3 separate regions of the Hordeum vulgare genome follow, and all the other regions are linked to region 1. A link is a contact called in public Hi-C data. All regions are on one chromosome and are shown on one strand. Each heading gives the region's core, a stretch centred on a gene start, on an enhancer-like site or on the middle of the called end of the contact. The rest is flanking DNA. Distances are from core to core; before and after follow the strand shown. Region 1 holds the start of LOC123449734 (protein CHAPERONE-LIKE PROTEIN OF POR1, chloroplastic). Region 2 holds the start of LOC123449728 (scarecrow-like protein 9). Region 3 holds the start of LOC123449732 (CSC1-like protein At4g35870).

Evidence for each region. A called contact is a pair of places that touch in the nucleus more often than the background predicts.
Region 2: a Hi-C map of seedling shows a contact between it and region 1, with 3 times the contacts expected there. The contact joins the promoter of LOC123449728 here to the promoter of LOC123449734 in region 1. A contact is called at or near these places in 3 of 6 Hi-C or Micro-C datasets (leaf and seedling) and 1 of 1 datasets of contacts at active chromatin or transcription factors (embryo).
Region 3: a contact with region 1 is called in a Hi-C map of leaf, with 6 times the contacts expected there. The contact joins the promoter of LOC123449732 here to the promoter of LOC123449734 in region 1. A contact is called at or near these places in 2 of 6 Hi-C or Micro-C datasets (leaf and seedling) and 1 of 1 datasets of contacts at active chromatin or transcription factors (embryo).

Annotation. Positions count from the first base shown.
Region 1 is chr4H:583,437,696-583,441,681 of MorexV3_pseudomolecules_assembly, forward strand. LOC123449734 (protein CHAPERONE-LIKE PROTEIN OF POR1, chloroplastic) reads left to right here and starts at 2,274. Exons shown (of 3, transcript XM_045127055.1): 1 at 2,274-2,755; 2 at 3,604-3,958. The coding sequence starts at 2,441.
Region 2 is chr4H:583,055,591-583,059,576 of MorexV3_pseudomolecules_assembly, forward strand. LOC123449728 (scarecrow-like protein 9) reads right to left here and starts at 1,654. Exons shown (of 3, transcript XM_045127050.1): 1 at 466-1,654; 2 at 1-391. The coding sequence starts at 355. LOC123449731 reads right to left here and starts at 3,192. Exons shown (of 5, transcript XM_045127052.1): 1 at 2,692-3,192; 2 at 2,529-2,600; 3 at 2,318-2,442; 4 at 2,160-2,232; 5 at 1,762-2,076. The coding sequence starts at 3,027. The coding sequence ends at 1,972. It overlaps LOC123449730 (mitochondrial outer membrane protein porin 6-like), which reads right to left. Exons shown (of 7, transcript XM_045127051.1): 7 at 3,459-3,986. The coding sequence ends at 3,717.
Region 3 is chr4H:583,137,820-583,141,805 of MorexV3_pseudomolecules_assembly, forward strand. LOC123449732 (CSC1-like protein At4g35870) reads right to left here and starts at 2,330. Exons shown (of 3, transcript XR_006632043.1): 1 at 1-2,330.

The DNA.
Region 1 (3,986 bases), core at 1,024-3,523:
AACTGGAAAGTGAAGTACATGAGTACATGTGCTCACGGAGGGTTGAGTTGGGTCAAAGATTTTGTTCTGCCAAATATTGCTAAAGAGTCTCCCATGTCAAACTTTTGTTGTTCAATGCTACAACATGGTCCAATATTAATGTTGTACCCTCACGTTGATGATTGCTATCTATGCCTTCTACACCACCTCATTAACGAGCACACACATCAAGCATGCCAAATATATGTCATCAAATATATCTATAACTATCTCCCCTGCACTAAAACTGTAGCAATAATGAGTATACGATATGTTGACAAAAATCTATTGTCGATAACACACCAACAAATCAAACTGATATAGCACACCAGAACCGAGTCGTGCTACTCACCTTCGCTCATTGCCATTGTCCAGGAATCTTCTCTGTCTGGCTGCTGCTCCACTCCTCCTTGGTTGCCTGGTCGCTGCCACAAAGCTTCACTCGTACCTAGATTAATTGCAACTGTAGGAATGCCAGATGCAATTAAGCATTAAAACAATTAAAGTGCATATATCAGTTCCTGTTGTGATGCATATAAAACATTGTATGTTTAACACTTGATCATATTAGTGTTATGCATTGTAATTGGCAAATAAACTCTTTGAGTCTGCCACAAAAGGTGAAAGACTTTGGTGCCGGTATAGCATTTCTGGAGCCGAAGAACACAACGAATTCACCTTCCCGCCTCAAGACCAGGTCAACAACAACTCTCCCGGCTCCTACTACACTGTGTCTGCTATGTTTAGCCCAACCACCACCGTGTGTCCCTCGGGATGGAGCAGCTTCCGCACCGCGTTCCCCATGAATTCGTCAAAATTGTATATCTTTTATGAATCCATGTTCTAGCTTCTCTAGAAAAACAAATTTTGTTACTAAGTTGTATGTTTTTATTTTATTTAAACAAGTGATCATCTCTCTTGTTTTTGTAAACACCATTACTCAGTTATTTTATTGGTGATATAACTAAACCTTTATGTAACAAGTGCTCCAGAGATTTATATTCAACACAACAACTTGCTGGTTCTACTTAAACTTAAAAGGAGAGGGAGAAATCAGGATTTGAGTCGTCACACAGTCAGAACAATGATATGATGAGACAAGAAAAATCAATTTATCTTTTCTGTGATATTTCATATGTGACTGGAAAAGTACCGCTTGATATTTCACAGTTTCATCATGGTCACGAATACGGCCTCGCCTGGGGATGCTTGGGCCTCGCACAACCATGAGGGCAGAACTTCTACAGAACGCAATCATTAATCGCTCGATCTCAATCGCTAGAAACATGTAGGGGGAGGGAGAAACACTCGTCACACTGTGTACTCGGCGAGAACTTGGCACAGAGAAACTGCTAAGAGAAGCTTCCTTGTCAGGACTACCGGAGCCCCTCATCTCTTCCCTCACGTGAAGGCTCACCCTCCATCTTCCTTAACGAGGAGTTCTACGGCTTCCGCCCACATCCGATGCTCATCGGCATGTCACCCTTGTGCTGGTGCGTGGATGCCTTCCGTGGCATCCTCCATCTATGGGCAGCACGAACGGTGAGTGTGTGAGCGGGGCGCTAGACGACGACCATCACCGCAACAGCGAGGATGGCCGGATGGGCACCGGGTCGCAAAGGGAGAGGATCCACGCCAATCCAATTTAGGATGGCACGAAGGAGGAGAAGGAAGAGTTGGGGAATAGGCTTGACGAAGGCAACAGCTGGGGTGGCTGAAGGTCGAGGTCGATGGAGGCAACATCAGCGGCTGCGACGGCCATCTAGGGGTACCCCATTGTGGGAGTATTGACTCCCTGGTTCAGGAAGAGAGGTGAGACCGTGAGGGAGAGAGGCTCCCGAGTAAAAAAAACGTGGTAGAGATAAATCGGTGAAGGTGAGGGCGACGTGAAAAAATAGATGGGACCGAGAAGGAGGCTAACAACGAACAAACAACGTACGGGTTGTACTTTTAAGAGTAGAGATGTAACAACTTGGTTTTCAAGTACCTCTAAATTTACTTGACTTTCAAAAAAGTGTGTACTTTCGTTCGGATATAAATATCTCGTTTCTATCATCAACAAAGACTAATGAACCATCTTTCATTTATCTTTTTTGTTTTTATTTTCCACTTCAAACAAAAAGAACATGAGAAAAAGGCTAGGCAAACTAGGAGTAATTATCAAGATAATACCTACAAAATCAATCTTTATCCAGATATAAAGCCGGCTTTTGAAGCTCATTATCTGCGTCCAAAAGGAAGCCGCATATCGTGTCCGAGAACCCCCGACCCGAAGCCGTAGAAATTGGCGGCCGGACGGCCAAATCACTCACCACCCACTAGAAAAAGGAAAAAAAAAAAATCAACGGTGGCATCCATCCGCGGACAGCAGAAGCCGACGCGCACAGCGCTACACCAGGCGAGCGCCAGCAGCCAGAGACAAATGGCCACGGCCCTCTCCCTCAGCGGCGCCGCCGCCGGCGCCGGCGGCTCCCTCCTCCGCAGGCGCCCCGCCTCCTCCACCGCGGCGCGGTGCTGCGCCGTGCCCCGCGGCAGCCCCCCCTCGCGCCGCCGGGCCCCGACGCGGCGCCTGGCCGCCTCGCGCGCGGACGACTCCTCGCCGGCGCCCTTCGAGATGACGGTCGAGGGCGCGCTCAAGCTGCTCGGGGTCGCCGAAGGCGCCTCCTTCGACGAGATCCTGCGCGCCAAGAAGGCCGTCGTCGCCTCCTGCAAGGACGACCCGGACGCCGTCGCCCAGGTCCCTCCCTCCCTCCCTCCCCAAAACTTCCCCTCCACTCCATCCATGCCGCCGCCCAGCCTTTCCGCGCTCGCTTCTTGCTCAAGCGAATCCCTTCGTTGAAAGGATGCTTTGATTGTCCCCACAAGCTGCTGATTTAGGAGGGGAAGCCGCCTCGATCAAATTTGTAATGCAAGAACGCCGATGTATGTTGTTACGTTTCAATATCCTGAAGCGAAAACATCAGGTTACAATCTACTTCTGTACATGGCGAAGAAAAGCGAAGACCTGATCATGATCAATTTGGGCAATTTCGTGCACAGTTGTTCCCATGTGACGAATCGAGGCTGTTAAAATACTCTACTTTTGGCATTCAGTGCGTTAGCTTGTAGTGGTAGCACCATTTGTATATCCATGGATGAGCCATGGTGGAGGCGATCATATACTCATACCATATCATGTGCTGTCAACTTTGGACCGGTGACTTGGCTTGGCCCGTAAGAAGGGGAGGAGTGTAAATTTCCGTTTCTTCAATTTCTTCATTTTGACAAGTTACCCCTGCCCGATTTTTCTACGCAACTTCGTGTGAATTTTTGTCCTTTGTAATAACCTTTCTTGTCCAAGTGAACTAGCTGTAATTTGTTCTTGTTTGCTTGTGCAAGTAGTCTTCTTGATAACTACTCTTGCTTGCGCCCATGCCCAATCTTTCAACTGTCCGTTTCAAGACAGAACCGGGACTCCTAAAAGAAACAACACGATCCTAAGTTGCTGGCAGCATCAATCATTGATGTTTTAACAGATTTGCTGGCACTCGGTATCCAACGCGTCCCTGATACCATGATTTGACTCTGTTTCCTGTTTCATTTCAGGTTGAGGTTGCCTATGATATGCTGCTAATGCAGAGCTTATCACGGCGGAGGGCTGGCAAGGTTGTCGATAACAGCGTCCGCTACGCCGATGTGAAACCTGTCAAGACTGCAGGAACAGCCCCACAATGGATGCAGTCAGCCATGAAGAATGTGCCCCTGACATTGGAGGCCCCAGCTTCGAGCAGCCTGGGCATCCAGTCATCCATTTATGGTGCACTGATGGTTTTCACTTATGCTAGTGGAACCTCTACATCTTTACCATCAGCGTACACTAGCCCTGATGTGCCTGGATTTATCCTAGCAACAGGATTCGGTGCTTCATTGTATTTTCTGTCCAAGAAAAACATGAACTTAGGTAAGTTGTTCCATCACTTTGTTATCGC
Region 2 (3,986 bases), core at 404-2,903, 380 kb before region 1:
CGTCGCTCCGGTCCTCGCGGCCGCTGCCACTTTTCTCTTTCGGCTGGTCCTGCGCACCGGTGGTCGTCAGCTCACAGTTCGTGGGCAAGAACTTCTTGGCCTCTTCCATGCCCTTGAGGAAAGCAGTGCTGAAGATGTGAGTGTTGTCCTCTCCATTGGCGAGCAACAGCAAGCTGCGGACCTCATCAACGCCCTTGAACTTGAAGGTGGCCGGGCTGGGAGAGTGCACGTCGCTGGCCAAGGCGCTCCCTTTGGATGCATGCGTGCTGGAGGAGAGGATTTGGGCAAAGGGACGCTGGGCTTTGAGGAGCGCCGGGTTATCTTGGTCAACGTCGTCATCCTCCTCCTCCTCCATGAGGATTTGTGCGATGTATGGGAGTGCCAGGTGATCCTGCACGGGAAACCGGTTGCTGTCATCGTGGGCGGGAGCAGCAGCAATGGTGATGGCAATGGCAAAGCTCTTACTGGAATGAATGGAAGGGAATCATGGTGTGTAATGTTGCTCTGGTAATTAAGCTTCTCCCCTTGGAATCACCGAATTGTCTCCAACCAGAAAGAACAAAAGTGAAATTGTTTTCCTGATCATCTAGGTGTGATGTGACATCCTTGTACACGAGAATTACATCGAAAACAAATTGATATTTTTAAAAATAAAGAAGGAAAACACACATGTACATGTTCGAGTACTATTTGCATTTGCAAATTTTTGTGCAGTGCAAAAATTATAAAATGATGAAGGCTAACATAATAGCTTTTTTGCACGGAATTTATTTTATAATTGAACTTAATACCCAAATATGTACATGTGTTCAATTTTTGTGAAACTTTTTAAGTTTGCGAACAGACTTTTTTAGAGGGCATAGGTGAGATCAGATGCCAAAACACTGCACTAAGCATGACGTGTTTTACTCTGCTTCTGATGTTTGGCAAAATGAAAGCGCAGCATACATTGACACATATGACTCACTAGTCCCGAGTCCTTAGCTACAATTCAAATTGTATCTCAGTTACACGCATACATAGTTACATCTACTACTTTGTTGAACTTGAATCTTGAAGGATAAAAGTAGTGCATAAACATAATTGTTTAAGTGGAAGCTTAGAAATTATGCTGATATGTCAAAAGAGTAAATAATATGCTGGGAGAGGCCAAAATATACCTAGTTAAAATCTTGAAGATGCTATAGTTTGTAATAAACTTACTGTCTAGAATTGTTTTAACCATGTTAGGGATGAACCATCCACATTCAGACATAATGGCAAATATAGCTAACTACCAGGTATAGAAGAGTACCAGATCAATCCCAGTAGGATAAAAACCATCAACAGTTCAACACCATCGACAGGCATAATCAAATCTCAAGGGCACCAGTTAGCCAAGGAGATGCTTTCATCCAGTCTGCATCCCATCTGATCAATGTATACTACCATCTTCTCATCCATTTCTGGCTCAAACTTTAAACTAAACGATCCTGGCAAGCAACAGGAAGCACTGTCGACGGTGGAAAAGACGCCGTCCAAGGTTAAAAAGCGCAGGCTCTGCTACGGCGGCACAGGCGTGGTTCCACTCCCAGAGCTGGCCGAGACCCTGTCCAGCCTAGCGGCCAGGGCAAAAAAATGGCGAACTGCTGCAGGAGTGGATGCGTAGATTTATTATACAGAAACAAAAGTAACAGCAGCTTATATCTCTGTTACTTTTGTTTCTGTTTACGCAAACCCCCTCATGGTTTTAATAAGAAAGATCATACACACTGTAATCCATGGCTCCGGAAAGAAATTATGTTGTGATGCATACCTGCACGTATGTAAGTTGGGATATACAGTAGTTTTCGTGACAGTGCTACTAGCTAACAAAGACCAGGAGGAGCTGTGGGAGAGATGATTTTTTACTTCTTCTAAGCAAGCAAGCACAGAGAATGACAGAAACAGAACCCAAACTGAATTAACAGCGGGCAGACACGCACGAGCTAATTAAAAGCTGAGGCCGAGCTGCAGCCCAAACGCGGCGTGGAAGAGGAAGAGCGTCATGATGCTGCTGCCGAGCAGGCCGTGCGCGCCTCTCAGCCCAGGGTTCCCCTGACAAAAGCAGCATCACATCACAGGTTATCTATCTATCGGCGTGAGCCATTGCCATGCAGGAGTTTCAAACTGGCAGTTACCTCGAACAATGTTGGCAGGAGCGACTGCACGGTCAGGAGCGCAAGGCCGATGACCCCGGTGACCGCGTGAGGGCTGCAGATCAAAGCCATTCCAACAGGTGAAGCCAAGCTGTGGTTCTGAATTGTGAGGGGTGTGTGCACGCCACGCATGTATGTACCTTTCGAAGATGGGTTTGCCGGAGGTGAGGAGGGCGGTGACCCCGCCGGTGGCGCCGAGGGCGAAGAAGAAGAACATGCCGCCCAGGAGCTTGGGGTGGAGGTCCTTGGCCTTGGCCTTCTCCTCCTGCATTTTGTTGGCGCAGGTGTGTCAGGCTCATATTACAAGTGCTGGTGATTTGATTGTTAAGCATGTCACTCATGTATGCTTACGGGGTCGTCGGAGAGCTTGATCCTGAACCCCAGGTACGTCCCGTACCCACCCATTGCGAACAGCACCACGGCCTGGAACAAGCAAAAAAAGCAGAGCGGGTGGTGATGAAGGATCTAGTATGAATTATAATACTAGATTTCTGTGGTGAGGATTTATAATTACCATGTTGCCGGGGTGGCCCCAGTGCACGAGCCAGTCGGGGAGGCTGAATGTCCTGACCAGCTCCACGAAGGGCTCGAACGCCGCGGTGATGGGCTCCGCCCCGGGCAGCAGCGCCGCCAGCAGCAGCGGGTACGGCGCCAGCGAGTAGAGCCGCGTCGTCGGCGTCCTCGTCTCGCCCTCGCCGACCACCACGGACAGCCCCTCCCGCGGCGTCTCAGCGGCCGTGGCCTGCGGGGCGGGCAATGCCGCCCGGCGCGTCGGCGCACGACGAGGACTCAACGGCGACGCACGCGGGCGGAGGACGAGGGAGCTGCTCGCCATTGTCATGGTCCCCATCGCCGTGGCTCTCGTGCTGCTGCCGAAACCTCTGAGGAGACGTCGAGGGTTTTAGCCACCAGTTGGGTGACGATGGGTAGGAGGATAGAGTTGGGGTCGAGGAGAAGGCGGGAGCGTGGAGATAGCCGGGCCAAGTGACGCGAGGAGGCCACGCGCATACCCACCCCACCCCACGTACCCTTGGTAGTAGGTGAGGTGACACACAGGACAAAGTCACGGGGAACCCATGATTTGCTTTGCCACAGGAAAAGAGAGATCTCGTCCTCGGTCCCTACACTCCCAGCGACAGCTGAACCAACACCATCAGAGAAATGCAGGCTTAAAAACGATATCAATCTAACAATCACTAACACCCTAAGCATGTCGACGCGACAAATTTTCGAGTAAACGTTAGCAATTCATCGCGTGGAGCAGCCGAAGCGTATGCCTAAAATACAAAACCTCTGTATATTTCCAGTTCCCGGCCAATAACTTCGCAGGCCGGCAGGCAGGCTAATCGGAGAAATCCCGCAAAAATGAGCCCAGCTCCTAGACAAGGTTTCCGTGGGCCAATACCAATAACCGTTGTAACCCCAAAAAAAAACAAAAAACAGAGACCAGAAAGAATCATCGGTCGGACATATACGAGCATCGTGCGTAACGCTGGCGCTGTTGTACAGGGAGGGGAGGAGGCGCGGGCCGACCGGCGATCAGGGGCTGAGGGCCACGGCCACGCCGAACCTTGCCGGCGAGCTCACCACCTTGGGGTCGTACTCGGCCGACAGCGTCACGTACGACTTGGGCCTCCACTCGTGCTGGCAGAGCAGCCCGGCCTTCCCGCTGTTGCTGAACCTGGTCTTCACCGTCGTGGACGGGTCGAGCGCGTGGGAGCTCCCAATGGTGAAGTAGTTCTCCTTTGTTTTCAACCTGTGCATTACCTCGGCCGCCACCGCGCTGGTCGGGCTGAACAGGTGGATGTA
Region 3 (3,986 bases), core at 1,080-3,579, 300 kb before region 1:
ATTGCATGATGCACAGCACCCTATCCATCAGCTTCCCATCATTGCCTGCAGGAAATCCTCTGACTCTGTACACGAACAGGAAATTGTACTTGTCCACAAGATAACGGTAGCCAAAGTATACTGCACCGACAGGAACCACAAGCGGAGCGAACAATGAGTAGATCATCGTGAGCGCGAATATTGTGATGTCAAACGCGTAGTATTGTGCAAAGTCGAATTTCTGCTTTGGCATGTGGAAGCTCCGGTTTATTGGGTACATGGAAAGATCATGCCCCTCGAAACCATTCAGAATGTCACTGTCTTCTCTCTCAGACATTAGAGGCGATATCAGACCATTTGTTTCTTCGTCATTGTTCATAGATCTGTACTCCTCATTTTCTTCAGGGACCAACTGGACCATGTCATTCTTTCTGAATTTCTTCAGTATATGCTTTATCCAAGGGATTGGAGCCAACAGATCAAAAGATATTCCCAGAAAGGTGCATGTGATTAAGAACGCCAGGGAAGAAAGTGATGATCTCGATAAGAATGATGGGCTCAGGTAATGTTCAATCTGCTTGCAATCAGCACTATCTAAGTAGCACCGTCCCATGCTAAGAATCCAACTTTCAAGCGACGATTCCACCAGCGCACGCAACAAGATGAGATTAACAAGGAAGAAGCAAACCATCTTAAGCAATGCAGCTCTCTGCTCTCCCGACACTGTCAGATGGAACTCAAACTTGGAAAAGTACGACAGTACTGATGGGATGATAATATACATGCTCACGAAGATGAGGACATTGGGTAGAAACTGAAAGATTATTGTCCAGAACCAGCTTGAGCCTTGAAGCCAAACAATCCATGATTTGGCATTATCCATAGCCTCCACATTGATGATCCGTGCTGCGTTTTGCATTCCACTGAGTATTGACAAGGGTGAACTAAAGAACAGGAGCATTACGATGAGGCAGGTGTTGACAGCAATCCGGCGCAAGGCTAGTGAGGTCTTGTTCATCCCAAGATGATTCCAGTAGATATCTGATGCCGGTGGCGCCCTCTCCACTTTCCATCGGCTCCTCTCAAGCTGGAGCTCCATCACTGGGAAGAACCTGCCAATGGGTGTCTTCTTCCTTTCCATCCGGAAATCCCTAACAGCCTTGTTTGCCGTGTACACATCCTTGAACACAACGAAAGCTATGCCAGCACCAGGCGCACGGCCTTCCTTGTAATCCGAAAGCCTGCTCCCAATCACGAGTTTACTTGTCTGCAGCTTCCTTAGCCTCTCATCATCAGTAAACCCGAACCTCTGCGCGGCCATTGCCCACAGCTCTTTGCATCTCCTGACAAGCCAATGCGCTTCCAAGTGCCCTGATTCATCCTGCACAAACTCGTCAAACAGGCTGCGGGCGTCCATCCTTGCCTCCAGCCAGGAGATCTTGTTCCGAACCTTCCCCCACTGGTCGGCGAGGTACTCCAGCGTGCAGAGGTCGAAGGGCACAATGACGCGGTAGACCTTGCCGGGGTACTTGTGCTCGAAGTAGTCCTTGAGCGGGGTCTTGTCGGCGGCGAGCGTCCTGGGGATGCCCTGGATCATGATGGTGAAGACGGCGACGGAGCTGGAGTTGGGGTCGCTGGGGTTGCCGTTGCCGTCGCGGAAGCGGGTGATGCGGAGGGCGTCCTCCATCCGGGAGATGCCGAGGTGCGCGATGGCGACGACGGCGGCGGTGAGGAGGAGGTGGAGCCAGAGCAGCGGGGAGGCCCTGGGGATGTGGGAGATGGTGGTGGCGGCGAACTGGTCGGCGATGGCGGCGTCCCCGGCGAGCAGGTTGAGCGGGAGCGCGGCGGAGAAGGCGGCGGCGGAGACGGCGGCGAGGACGAGGAAGGAGGCGCGCTCGAAGAGGAGGAACTGGGCGGCGTCGGCGCCGCAGTGGAGCGCGATCTGCGGCGCCGTGGCGTGGTAGACGGCGAGCAGCTTGGCGGCGAGCGCGGAGGGCCCCGGGATGCGGCGGTGGTCGAAGCGGAGCTTGACGAGGAGGAAGAGGAGCACGCAGGAGGCGGCGCCCACCGCCGAGATGTTGACGAGGTACTGGATGCTCCCGTACCACGCCTCCGGCTCCCCGCCCGCGGCGTCCTCCGGGGACGGCGCGCCCGGTCCCATCGGGTGGGTCGCTCGACGGGGCCGCGGAAACCCTAGCCGGATTGCTCGCCGCCGGCGGTGGAGATGCCGCCTCCGTTGGTTCGTGGACGGGGGTGGGGGTCGGGGTGGGGCGGGGCTAGATCCCGACGGGAGGGGACGACGGGCTTGCTTACCCGTGCCGACCCTACCCGCGCCGTGGTTTGAGTCGCTGCCCGGTGGGGACGCTAGGGAGACGTGTTGTTTCCCTCTTTTGTGTTTTCCGGTACACCGTACACAATAGCCAGGTAAAAAATAACAATATAAGAACTTCGAGGTGAAGGACTCGCAAGCCGCAAGGTGACTAGGACTCGTGTTAGTTATGGCCCACTTGTTAGTCAGCTTAGCTTTATTTAATGATGATGATGATGCATTGTTAGAATCAAGGTTTGTTGTTGATAGGCCCCTCTTTGGTTCATAGGGTATAAAACAATAATAGAAATAGGAAAGTCATAAAAAACGAGATGTATGTATCTCAAATTCTATGGAGAGGATTAGGAAAGAAAATGCCCTTTAGTTCACATCACGAGATTTTTTTTTCATTTAGTCTAAGCTAATGTTTATTTTCCCTGTGAAATGTGGTAGGAAGAATTCCTCTATAAGAATACGATTCTATTCATATAAGCCAAAGGGCTCTAAAGGAATTTTTCCTACGGAAATCCTATCATATGAAATTTCTACAAGATTCCTTCAGACCAAAGGAGACCTAAAATTAGCAAGGTTTGTTAAAGTTTGCCTGGTTTTGCGGGATGTTTATACAATTTTAATAGAATGATTATCGCATGTAATGATAACACAAAAAATAAGATACATTTGTAGTTTGGCACCAGCAGTTAATCAATATTGGCTAAAACCTGAACCTATTATTGCATCGGTAGGAGCTCATTGAAACCATATATTATGTCATAATAAAACCTAACAAGTGTAGACAGTTACAATGCTTGGCTCTAGAGGTGACACGGATGCTTGAAGTGTTTGGTGTCCAAATAATGTGATTTCAATGATATCCCTTTTGCATGTTGTGCACTCTAGGTATATGTTCTCGCAAACTTTCCCAACTAATAATATGAACAACTAACTAGGTATCTTTTTTATCAAGTAGCACAACATTTTGGTTGTTGTCAAATTGTCCTTTAGAAAGGATTTCAATATAGCAATAGATATTATCTCGTAAACGGTATATATGCCAAGACAACTATTTTTACAAATGTAAATGCGGTAAGGTTCATGGAAAAAATGTGTGCCTTATGTGGGTGTGTTAGGGAACCTAACAATAGAAAGGAACATTAAAACTCATGTGTTACATGCTTTACAAAGATTTTATATATGCTTTACGCTTCTTAATTTTAATATTTTTGCTTTGAAAGGTTGTGTCACTCATTCTCTAGTCCATAGTTCTTTAGAGACATACTCCCTCCATTCAAAAATACTTGTTGCACAAATGAATACAAATGAATGTATCTAGAACTAAAATACACCTAGATTCTGGGTCCTGGTGTGATCCGAACGTTTCGCGAACCGCGGGGTCCGGTTACGGGGAACTCGTCAAAATATGCAGTTTTGGCCTATTCTGGCCATTTTTGTATGCTATTACTCACTCATTTGGGGTCCTGCTGCGATCCGAACGTTTCGGGAACCCTGGGATCCGGTTACGGGGAACTCGTCAAAACTCGTAGTTTTGGCTTATTCCAACAAGTTTTGTACGGTATTAGTCACTGATCTTGGGTCCTGCTGCGGTCCTAATGTTTCGGGAACCCTCGGGTCCGGTTACGGGGAACTCATCAAGATACGCAGTTTTGGCCTATTCTGGCCAGTTTTGTATGCTATTACT